Linked DNA regions of Gossypium hirsutum: region 2 is linked to region 1. The links are chromatin contacts, called in public Hi-C maps. All regions are on one chromosome and are shown on one strand. Each heading gives the region's core, a stretch centred on a gene start, on an enhancer-like site or on the middle of the called end of the contact. The rest is flanking DNA. Distances are from core to core; before and after follow the strand shown.

Region 1 (6,521 bases), core at 2,723-5,222:
TGCAAAGATAAAATATACATGAGGATGAAGAAACTACCATTGTGTAATTTGTAGATGGTTTGAACGTTTCAATAGCCAATGCTCTTAATCTTCACACCTATATTGATATTGAAGAGATGGTACACAAGGCAATTGAGATTGAGCAACAATTTCAGCAACATCAATCTTATCCATTTAGAGCATCATACTATTATCGATGTACAAGTTCTAATTCTACTTTTTAGAATTTGAAACCTCCTTATGCTATTAATAAGTTGCTGCCAAAACATGCTGAGATTAAACCTTTTGAGTGGAAAAGTGGGGCTCTTACAAAGCATTCTTCTACATCTTTCAAGCAGCCTATTTCTACTAATTTTTCACCAAAACAACAAAGAGCTCATGACATTGAATGTTTTACGTGTAAAGGGCGTGGGCACAATAGTCGTGATTGTGCCAACACGAGACTTTTGTTGATCAAAGAAGATGGCGAACTTTGTGAACCAAAAAAAGATGATAATGAGAATTTCTTCCTCAAATCTATTGAGTTAAATGAGATAAAAACGTCATGTTCTCCTCTTGAGATAGATTGTATTGAATTGAATATTCATAATACTTGTGAGAGGGATATAGGAAGTGAGGAAGAATCATGTGAAAAGACAGAGAGAAAAGATACATTGGGTGATAAAAGTCTACTTGATGGTTCAAATTTGGTGAGTGAAAATCCATATGAGTTAAAATTGGAGAGTTCTCAAGTGGAAAAGAAAATAAAAAGCAAGAAAATACCCATACAAAAATAAGGAGTGATTCTGTTTTAACTAACTCTAACTTAAATTTATTTAGTGGTGTTTCTTTGTTACAAGATTTCAATGATTCATTGACGAACTCCCAATTATATTACATTACCATTGATAAATGATTTTACTTGTAGAAAAGAGGTAAGTTGAACATTTGATAATTCTTTATAGGTGCTAGAAGGCAAGAAGAGTAATAATACATCAGAAATTGAATATGTAGGTGTACCTTAAATGTTTTTGATAAGTATGCTAATGATTTTATTTTTCCTTACGATATGCTTTCTCATTGGTTAAGTTTTAATAAACAATGGTCTGAAAGGTCAATTGATTTTATGGGTTTATCTAGGTATTTAAAGTTTACTTTTGTTGCATTCGACAGGTTTATTAAAAAACCTCATGCATTTGATCTTGTAACAAAATCTTCTACCTTAGACTCTAAATATGAATTTTTACATAATAATATTAAACTGCTTGATTTTTATAATTATGTGAAATTCTTGACTCATCGTTGGAAATTCTTATGGATGACCATACATATTAAAAGAAAGTTACAAGTTATTTTTTACTTGAACACTCATGTGTCGAATATTTCTTTGTCTAGTGTTGATGATTTGTTTTTGAAGGAGAGATACTTAATCCATGCTGATTTGGGATATCAAAATCATATATTTGATCTTGGAGATAGTTTTAGCACACAAGAAAGCTTAGGTAAGTATTTTATTCATTTTATTGTTAATTATTCTAATCCCTTTTCTTTCTGTACAGCTAAAGATTCGGGGACGAATCTTGTTGAGGAAGAGGGAAATAATGCGAGTCTCAAGGCACAATTTCAGACCCATGAATGTGATGGGTCCACACTACCTCAAGAACCAACAATAATGTTAAAGGCTAAGCAAATCAAATCAGGACTCGATCAAAGGCAAGATTAGAGGACGAATCTTTTTGAGGAAAAGGAAAATGATACATGCACGAATGGGGTGAAATTTATTAGATTCCAATCATCAAAACTGCCAATTTTCAGGCTTGGGAAATCAGCAGACTTGCAACGACTTTTTGGATGGGGTTCTGGCATTTCTGGATTGAGATGTCTTCATGGCATTTGAAGATCTATCTCTTAGCTTTGAAACGCATTTTGAATCACTCGATTTTGAGTTCGGGAGCTTAAGTTATGACTATTTTAGTGAAGACTACGTGAGTAGAATTTATGAACGGGATTATGACGGGAATTACGAATTTCGGGCTTTTAATTCGAGTTTAAATCACATTGGGTTCGGGTTTTAGAATTATTTTTTATTATATATGAGCCCAATATTATATTTGTCAGATCTTATTATTTTATTATTATTTTATTCCGAATTTTTTATAATTATTAAGTATTTTAAGTTATTTAGGAGTTTATGTTAATAAGAAAATTTAGTTTAAAACTACTTCTTATTTTGATTAAATTAGAGTTGTAGTATACTTAAGAATTTTATTTAGATTTATTTAGCTAGCATATATATAGGCTTTTACATTGTATACAATTTATTCAATTCATTATTATTCTATTTATCTTTTGAGTAAATAAATTCTTTCTATCTTGGTGGGGAAATTAGAGTAGCTTGAAGGGGGTTGTGGATTCTTGGTGTTTCCAAGGCTTCGTAAGACTTCTACACGCTACGTTCTATATTTCTATTTATTTTTTTATTCGCTTCCTTAATATTTGATTTACTATTTTATTTTAATTATTTTATCTGACTTGGATTTAATTTCGTTTCAGGTTGTGTCAAAATCTAAGTTTCTTTCTGAACGTTTAGAGGCCTAAATTAAATCCGGAACTTTGACAAACTTTATGATCCGTTTTTGCATTCATCATTCTCATCCTTTATCACCTCCATTAAGCATAGCATCAACAGTTTCTTTACGCCGAAAGTAACCAATTTCAAGAATGCAATCAAATACCACAACTTTCATACCCAAATATTTGGATTGTAATAAAGTTAACATCTTGGGAGTTTCTTCTTTACAGAGTATTTCATCAGCAAAGGGAGATTTAATATATGTAATTAACTCACATAAAACTTTTAAGCTATGAGCTGATTTCATCTCCAGAGGAGCTTCAATTATTCACTTCACCTTCTAAGACATCTTTATTGACTCGAATCAAAGCGGTTACACCAAACGCAGCCTTTTCCCTAATATGTTTTGAACAATTCGGGTCGCAAAGCATCGTTTGCAAAACCAAAAAGCTTTTGATTGCAGGAAAGCGGTGGTGGGGGGAGGGGGAATTTTTTTTTTAATTTCTTCTAAATTTTTATAAAATAAAATAGAATACTAAAAATAACAGTTGGCTGGTGACGTGTCAAGTTTTGGCAGATTTTTTTTTTGTCTAACGGCGTTAGGTGAGGGGGAAATGAGTAACAGCAACGTTGTTTGAATAAGTACGTAGGTATAGTTTAGAGGTAATTTTTGAAGAAGCGTTTATTTTATTTTATTTTGATGAAAGAAGAAGCGTTTATTTTATTGGTGCAAGATATTAAAAATGGTGCTAGTCCAACTGGCTCCGTGATTCACGGGTTTGTTTATATTATGAATTTATGCTGGTTCATTTATTTAAAGAAAAATCGTATATTTTTATTTTAAGTATCTACTCAATGTCCTAAATTTTACAGTCAACCCATTTGACTCAAGTATGAAAATTAGTTAAATGTAAGCAACTTAGTTAAACTTTAAAGTGAAGAGGTAAACTTTTTAAATAGCGAAAATTTTGACAATAATTAAATTAAGCTACATTTTAGAACACCATAAACTAGTAATTTTTAATATTTAACTTTTTCCCTTTTTGCTTTAGAATTAAATATTGAAATGCTTATTTGCTCCCAGACCTATAGTATAAGTGTCCTTTAGATGATTAAATTAAACCAATTTTCAACCTAGTAATAAACATCATCGATTTAAGTGATTAAAAGTGAGAGACCAATATTTGATTGGAAAATTATGATAAAATCTAGAATTGGTATATATGAAGAAACCGGCGGCCCAATTCAACTACCAGCGCAGGAAGGGCCGCTGTCCTTTCCTCCTCTAAAAGCGGCTACACACCACACCAACTCCACCACCAAAAGTAAAAGCCACGAAATACTATCTTTATTTATAATATTAATGAGCAAGAAACCATCACCAAATCTTCCATAAATTAAAAGCTTTGACATATGTTTGATGAACACTAGTGCTAGTGGGGACTCTTTTGGTGACCAAAGAACAAAACCCAATGCAACAACAATAATAAGGAGCTTATGTGAAACGACGACAAACATAAGAACAACCCCCAAAGTGAGAAAAACAGTACCCTTTCTCTAATTTCCGTTGTTTCAATCCAAGTTTTTCAAAACACCCTTTAATGGCTCCTCCTCTATTATTTGTATTCATCACCGTCACCAAATAAGTGATTTCCCCTTTTGACTCTCTTTGTAATCCGTAACCAATGCTGCTTCGAAATTCCATTTCCAATACCAAAAGGTTCTTTCAGAAAACCTTACGAAGTTTCAAGTCTCTCTTCTCTGGTACTGATGCTGAACCTTACCAAAGGCTACCCAAAGCCTCTCCGTACAATCCCTATTCATTCACCGCTGCAGGCGTTGCCGTGAATCCCAACGACAATGGCAACCCAAAGGAAAGAAATGACAACAGGAAAAAGATAAAATTTTCAACTCATAATATAGAAGCACAAAGACAAGGAAACAATAAGGGAAATATGAAGCAGTCTACGACACAAGGAAGAGATGACCATCAGGACATTAAGCAGCATAAAACGAGGAGTGCCAAGGTGGGGAACAGACGAGAGGATTGTAATTCAGGCGAGAGAAGAAGAGAAGAAAGGAATTTATCAGTGCCACAAAAGCTGAAAGAGCTAGAGATGATGGATATGAGCAATATGGAACATGTTCTTGACATTGAAGAGGTTCTTCACTACTATTCTCGACTCACTTGTCCTACCTATCTTGATATTGTCGACAAGTTTCTCATGGAAATGTATGCAGAAATTTTGGGACCCCCAGATTCTCCAAGAAGAGTCAACTCAAGCCAAAATATCGATCAGTGAGATCCTGATTCATCCCTTCTCTCCCATGTTTTGCGTGAGAGGATTTTTGGACAGGTCCAGACTTGAAATTGTCATAATTATTTCTGTAAATCTCTGCGTTTTTACTTTTGTTTTTCTTTCTGATACAACCCTTCTCTCCCACTTTTTCTTTGATTTCCCCAATTGATGCCACTTAAGACATGGTTGTGAGACAGGATACGAAATTTAACTTTGAGAAATGATAATTTTTTTTTCTCAAATAAACATAATTTCATTCATCATATATTAACGGTATCCAACATAACTGCGATATCATCCTGCTCAATAACATTTAATTTAGTCAACGAGTGTGCTACTTGTTTTGCTTGTCTTCGAAAAGGTGTGATCTCATCTTCGAACCCGTGTAGTCTTTGCCTTGCATCATTTATAAGTGGTCCAATGACTAATAAATCTGTTTTCGCTGAACAAAACCACTTAATGTCCTGCAGTGAATCATCTTGTAACCATATACATTGATGTACCATTTGGTGAGTAAAGTCTATGGCCCTTAGTGCTACCATTGCTTTTGTCATGCACGGATTCGGATTCACCTCTTTGGAAGGAGCAGTGCTCCCAGTATAAAACCATCCAGGTCACCGGATAGCCACCCCAATCCTTGCTCCAGGTGATGTTGCAAAAAAGGTGGCATCGAAATTTACTTTTACATGGCTTGCTGGAGGAGGCAGCCAATTTATACCAGTATGAGTAGCGGTGGTAGTCTTAGCTGATTGCGCAAGATTGTAGTATTCCTATAGGAACACTTTAGCTTTACCAACAGCTCGCGCTAGAGGTGAAACATTGTTATTAAACGGTCTAATTTCGTATGCCCCATATTTGCTTTAAAGCATGCAGATCATCCTCATTAGTGGAATGGCATCTTGGACACAGAAGGTCAATGACGTGAATTCTCCTTGCTATTTTCATCCGAAAGGTAGTATACCATAGCAAGCCTGCCAAGAGAATAATTTAAAGGTAGCTCTAAGTTCCACAGAGACATCCAACTTCCTCTACCATGTTTTGCTTTTAGAAGACACATATAGTCATATACCCACTCTTGACAGTGTACACACCCGTTTTTCTATGATGCCACTCCAAAGTATCTTTGGGCCGTGATTCATAGACAAGGATGCAACAAATTGCTTCTGCATCAGGTGGAGAAAATTCTCCATTTATGAGCTCTATTTTCCACTACCATCTATCCTTTTCAGTAAGTTGTCGACCCTTGCATCGTCTGAGAGTGATATAGGAGTACCAATGATTTGAAATTCAGAAGCATCAGTAACCCCCTTATCTTTGCAAACCTGTACGCCTCTCCCTTCTCCAGTCTGCCACTTCAAGTCTAAGTTCAGGACATCCTTGGCTTGCCAAATAGTTAGAATCGATGAAAGCACAATTAGGGAAATATTTTCCCTTTAAGACCTTATAACTCGGTGAATTAGTATTATGAATGAGCCTCCAACCTTGCTTCGCTACCAAGTCCGGTTGAATAAGGAAACCAACCCACCTACGGTCACTGCCTATAAATTAAGTCCCGATTCAATCAATGTATCCCCTTGGAGTCATGTTTGGCAGCCCACCAATAGTGTTTAATAAGGCCCGTTATCTCATCGCAAAGAGATTTCAGAAATAAAAAACAGATCATAGCATGC
Region 2 (6,521 bases), core at 1,500-3,999, 100 kb before region 1:
TCGAAGATCTATCTATTAGCTTCCAAAAGCACTTTGAGTTATTTAATTTCAAGTTCAGAACCTAAAATTATAACCGTTTTAGTGAAGAATGCACGAGCAGAATTTTTAGACGGGATTATTATATAGGAAATTATGAGTTTCAAGCTTTAGTTCGAGTTTAAATCATATTAGGTTCAGTTGTTAGACTTAATTTTTATTAGTATATTAGCTCAATATTGTATTTATTAGGTTTTATTATTTACTTATTCCAAATTTTAGGATATTTTTTTAAGTATTTTAAGTTGTTTACGAGTTTTGTGTTTCTTAGTCAATAAGAAAATTTAGTTTAAAACTACTTCTTATTTAGATTAATTAGACTTACGTTATACTTGAGAATTTTATTTTTGGATGTAATTAACTAGCCTATTCATTAAAAGTACAATTTTTTTCATTAATAAAATTTTCAAATCTTGAAGTTAATTTCTTTCGTGCAAAAATATTTTTCTTGTGATTTTTTGAAGTAATTATTGTTCTTGATTTTCTTCAAAAAGTTGTGAAAATTCATTCTTCATCCTTTAATTTGCCAAAGATTATTTCTTGGAGAGTTGATCAGAGCCATTAATTAAGCTTGTTGGGATTTATATCTCAAAGGTTCGATTAGACAACTATTTTCTATCTATATCCACCGATTTATTCGATATCCATCTTCCACCTTTTAATTTATTTTTTCTTTATTTATCTATCTTTCAAATCTTTGTTTTTTTTATCCTTAAATTTCTTCTTTTAGTAGCATTTTTCATTTTTTTCTAAATATTTATTTATTTTAATGTTAGATTCAATTTTTTTTCGAGTCAAACAACTTAAATACGATATTAGTCTACTACACCCTTAACTTGTGATTTTGATTCTTTTGTTTTGCGTTTAATATTCTGGTTCTACAAGACAAAATGTATTCTTTGTAATAGAAGGTTTTTTGTTTTGTTTTTCAGGATAATAAAATAAAATTTATTCAAAAGTCATAAACATTAAACCTTAGCCCATACCTATTAAATCCAAAATCTTAAACTCTGAATGGTATATGAATCATAAACCCTAAATTTTATTTTACCATTGTTATGGGATACTTTTTATTTAATTGTTTAACACAAAAGGATGGATAGTTAGGTTAAAATATTGTCAAGGATAATTGATGGATTACATGGATGCTAAATATTGGCTGCTTAAGATCATTTATATATAAGTTAAATTCTTGATAAATATGGTTTTATACTAATTCGCTAATTACTGACATGTCAAAAGTGACAAATATGATGGGATAAAATGTAAGAAAAATAATAATTTTTACATGTTTTTGTTAGAATTTGAAAAAAGGAAATCTTTTGAATGGTTAGATGAACTTGTAAGCGCATAGGATTACAACTCTATTGTTATAGTTTCTTGTGTGCAATGTAGGGTTTGAGAAAAATTATATTCTATTGGAAAAAATTAAAAAAATACTTCAATTTTGAATTAATCAAATCGAGTTATTTTAGTCAACTTGAATAATTAATTCAAATTTTAAATTCAAGTTGAGTTAAATTTTATAATTCGAATAATTCGAATAATAGATTAATTTAAATACACCTTTGGTCCCTGTCAATTTTGAAAATGAGAAAATTGATTTTTTTCAATAAAAAATAAAAATAATTTTAAAAAACTTCAAAATATTTATAAAAATCCTAAAATTTATATTTTTTAAAAATTATAAATTTTTAAAAAAATTAAAGAATATATAAAGAAAGTTAAAAATTTAAGAATTTTTTAAAATAATAATTTGCGGACTTAAATAAGTTAATTAATTGTTGAAGTTTATCATACTGAAATATCTTATTTTTATTGTTATTTTTCTTTGAAAAAGTTTTCAGATTTATATGCTTCAACATGGAATTAAGTATACTGTAACAAGATTTTAATTTGATATGTTGAATTTTTTAATTTAACTCGAACAATTTTATTTGATTTGACTTGACTCAAATTTTATTTCACTTGACTCAATTTAAAAAAAATTCAAATCAAATTAAAATAAGAAAATAAAACTCATTAACTCAATTAACTCAATATTTTTTTATTCGATTTGATCTAACGCCAATCCATAATAAAATTTGAAAAATATTGTGTTGGAAAAGAGAGATAGGTAGAAAAACCTAGTAGAATTTTAAGAGATAAGTTTGAGAAAAAAAATGCATATTTGGCTAGTTTTAATAAAGAAGCAAAGAACTCGTCTCGAAATTAAAGAAGCCTTGCATAGGCCCCATATGACAAAGACTGGTTCCAACCCTAAGGACGACATGGCCGATTACAACTCAACTGCCTATTACATCTATTACATATTAGTCTTCTAGTTGGCTAGTTGACCTGTTCAATAAGTCGTTCCCTGGTCCCTATCACCGCCGCTATGTCAAGTAAGCACTACTCCTTTTTAACCTTTAGGTTTTATTATTATTATTACAATATTAAAGGAAAAAAAGTGGTAGAATTTACATCCGTATCATCATATGTTAGATGGAAATTTTAATCACCCTTCAAAATTATAATTTTGAATATAAATTATATAGTTACATATGCATTCGGCTTCCCTGTATTATATATATGTATTATATACTGACCATCTGACAACTTTGATTAATGCTTGGGAAGCTTTAACTTATTCCTGCTTAGCTAGCTTAGGTTAGTTTGTAATGTGCCAAAAAAAATTAATTCTTAGCTTATGTATGTATATATGGGACCATGAAAAAGGTAAAATGTTGGTGTCCAGAGACTGGCTGTCAAAGTATCAACCACATAGTTCGTGCCTCATATATATTTGGTAGATAAAAAATCACTTCAGTACTTAAGTCCCTTATGATTATTAGTTGAGTGATATGCTTTCCTTATCCTACATCATTCATTCAATAGAGTAGGTATCTATCCTTTTTTCCCTTATGTTTTTCTGCTATATAACTCTTAGATTTGTGTGATTGCCTCATTTAATAGTAGCCTTGTATGATTCTACAATAAAATCAACTATCATCAATCTTCACAAATGTGTATCGTTTAACGAAATTATTTTTTTAAAGTTACATGTATAATTGCAATTACAATTATAAATATAATACATTTGAATAATTATAGAAAAAATATTTGGTAGATTATTAGTAAAGTTTTTAAAATTTTATAAATAGTGTTAAGGGATTGATAAGTATCTTATAAGGATATAGTAAAATATTATAAAAGATAAATATTTTAAAAAAAACACAACAATTTTTTAAGATTACTTGTGGAATAAAAAAATATACTTTAATCTATTACACACTAACCCATAATTATAACTAGAATCATTTATTATAAAATAGACTTAAATATGCATTTGGCCATCAATCTTGGCACCTTCTCCCAAATTAGTACTTGTGAGTTTTTTGTCTCAAGTTGGTACCCGAATTTTCATTCTATCAATAATTTTGGTGCTTTTTTGTAACCGTGCTAAGTTTGATATAAATGGCACTTTTAGACAGTGACACGTGATAATGATGACTTAATTTTTAAAAATAATTTAAAAATATCTAAAAATATATAATTTTTTAAAAAAATTTAAATATATATAATTTTATAAATCATAAAAAATTTATAAATAAAAATGAAAGTATATTGGAAGTTTTTAAAATTTACAAAAATTAAATCAAATTAAATTTGTTAAATTTTTTAATTCAATTTAATTTTTTGTAAATTTTTAAAATTTTTAATATATTTTTTAATTTTCACAGCCATCTATCTCCACGGCCATCATTATCTCCCATCTTCAATCAGAGAAGTTCAAGGATGCAAACTGCTTCACCAGTATATTACATTTCTAGTAGAAGGAGCTGTATCAAATCCAATGACAGCATGAAACATAGTGGTTGGATGCAGGTCAACTTGGCTACAATAGAAGAGGTCAGAGTCTTAGATTTCTAACACTGATCCGCAAAACTAGGTTGTTTGTTATTTCAGTCGCACATGATGGCCATGCATATGCCCTTGTGCTAGAAGAAAAAGACAATACGAACCATGCACCCACTTCGGAACCCGAAACATTCCTTAGCAAATGGTCTCCTCCAAAGTACTTGTAACACCCCGAACCCGAGACCGACACCGGAGTCGAACACGAGGTGTTAACAGACTTTAAACCCTTTATAAAAATATTTCTCAGACACTGCCAATCTGCGTACTAGTCGCTTTAAAAATCATATCTTGAGTTTCACAACTCAAAAATCAGTTTCGTGATTTTTCCCTGAAACTAGACTCATATGCTCATCTACATATTTTTTTCTAGAATTTTTGGTCGGGCCAATTAGTACAGTTTATTAGTCAAAGTCTCCCATGTTACAGGGATCGACTACACTGACCTTTGCGCATTACGACCTGGATATCTCCCTGCACAGAGATTCAATACTGATGCCGTTTGTTTCTATAGAAACTAGACTCAGAGAGGAATCTATCCATATATGGTATGACTCCTAATTGTCTCTGGTTAATTTATAATGAATTTCCAAAGTCGGAACAGGGAATCCAGAAACCGTTCTGGCCCTGTCTCACGAGAACCTGAATATCTCTTAACATACTATCCATATGATCTTTTCGTTGCTTCTATATGAAAATAGACTCATCGAGCTTCGAATACATAATTTATTCATCAATTAATTCCACTCCTACTATTTTTATTGATTTTTCAATCTCACGTCACTGCTGCTGCCAGCATCTGTTACGAAAGCAACTATGCCCATTTCGTGATTTCTCCTTGATCTAACTAGTAATTCGTCATACATATCACAAATTATGATCATGACTAGCCATGCCAAAGGCTAATCATTGTCAAACATCCCCCTACTACACTATTGCCATATCATGAATTTTAACACCAAAATAATCAACCATGACATATGGCATAAAAAGGTCGAATTATCAAGATTTACGACCTAACGTTATGAAACCAAACCCAACCGAACATTTATGCCATTTTCGCATGGCTAAAAGTTTACATACCAAAGTTCAAACACAACATAATAGCCTATACATGCCGAAATGTTCTCCTAAGCCGACTAAGAAGAAAGTACCAAAACTTGCTAGCCGGTGTGATGACTTCGACGACGGCACGATCACGCAAAAAGAGACGAGTCCAAGAAACCTAGAATAGGTGACAAGCAAACACCGAATGAGTATATAACTCAGTAAGCCATAAGCATTCCACAACCATCCATTAATAAAATTATCACAACAGGAAACAATGAAATGAGGTTAAGTACTCCATCCATACCAAACTATACCATAGTTCCTTAAACCCTATGGTTCAATCTCATACCAAGTCCTACATTGGCCTTTCATACATCATTTTATTTTCGTTATAATCATACAATTAAACGAACTTTCACCTATTCCACAATGAACCTTATGTACGTGACTTCAACTATAATCGTCACATAGGTTCAAAACTTACCAAGCTCAACTCCAAATATAAACATAGTGCCTATTAGCCATGAACTCAAGGTACTTACCTTTTCCGCTGTCCAAAATTGACTCGGTAAAGTCGCACCCTTCATGTAAATAATTTATAGAAAATATATATTGGGTTCGGACACATAGTGCTTAATAATCAACCGCGCACACTTAGTGCCATGCACTTTAAACTCACACACTTAGTGCCATGCATTTCAAGTTCGCACACTTACCTTTTCCGCTGTCCAAAATCGACTCGGTAAGGTCGCACCCTTAATGTAAATAATTTATAGAAAATATATATTGGGTTCGCACACATAGTGCTTAATAATCAACCACGCACACTTAGTGCCATGTACTTTAAACTCGCACACTTAGTGCTGTACAATTTAAACCCGCACACTTAGTGCCAATCTCATGACCGTGAACACTTATCGCCCGCACACTTAGTGCCGAAAACCAGCCACTCAATAGGCTTCACTTCCTTTTTACATTCGACAAATTTCATCTCTACTTACATATACATTTGTATACATTTCATCTCATTAAACACAATGGTATAGGTATTACGATCCTTTAAATCAATACCAAAGATATGCTTAATGACTTACTTGTGTTGGGTAAGATGGTTCCAACTCGGCTACTCGATGATCTTTTCTTTGCCTTTGCTCGATTCTCCTCCTTTAACTCCTTGAGCTTAATCAATAAATCAACTAGTTTAACCGCCTTGCTAAATATTTACAATCCAATTACACATGCATATGTATGTTAGTATATTCGGCAATCACCCTTACTAATCACCCACTTGATCAATTATGGAGAATCAAAGTTAATATCACAATGTGTACCCTATATGGCCCATTATACATAATCAAATTTAACATCATCTATATATTTACTCATATGGCCGAATATACCTAATCATACATACACCTAACCAAAAATAATTTCTAAAATCTTTATATCATTTATACACTAGTAAAGCATCCTCTCCCTTTCCATCAATTTAGCACATGCATTACTCATTAACCTACAAAAATTATATTCGGCCTTAG

The links. A called contact is a pair of places that touch in the nucleus more often than the background predicts.
Region 2: a contact with region 1 is called in a Hi-C map of leaf, with 1.8 times the contacts expected there. The contact joins the enhancer-like site here to the promoter of LOC107903802 in region 1. A contact is called at or near these places in 3 of 34 Hi-C or Micro-C datasets (leaf and petal).

Annotation. Positions count from the first base shown.
Region 1 is chrA06:14,575,362-14,581,882 of Gossypium_hirsutum_v2.1, reverse strand. LOC107903802 reads left to right here and starts at 3,972. Exons shown (of 1, transcript XM_041115182.1): 1 at 3,972-5,030. The coding sequence starts at 4,237. The coding sequence ends at 4,854.
Region 2 is chrA06:14,675,274-14,681,794 of Gossypium_hirsutum_v2.1, reverse strand. No RefSeq gene overlaps it. Among protein-coding and RNA genes, the nearest start is that of LOC121231643, 17 kb to the right of the region's middle. Within about 2 kb of position 2,749, at least 3 of the 9 cell types and tissues checked have an H3K27ac peak or open chromatin away from gene starts, as enhancers often do. A contact at or near this core is called in leaf, where this site is marked.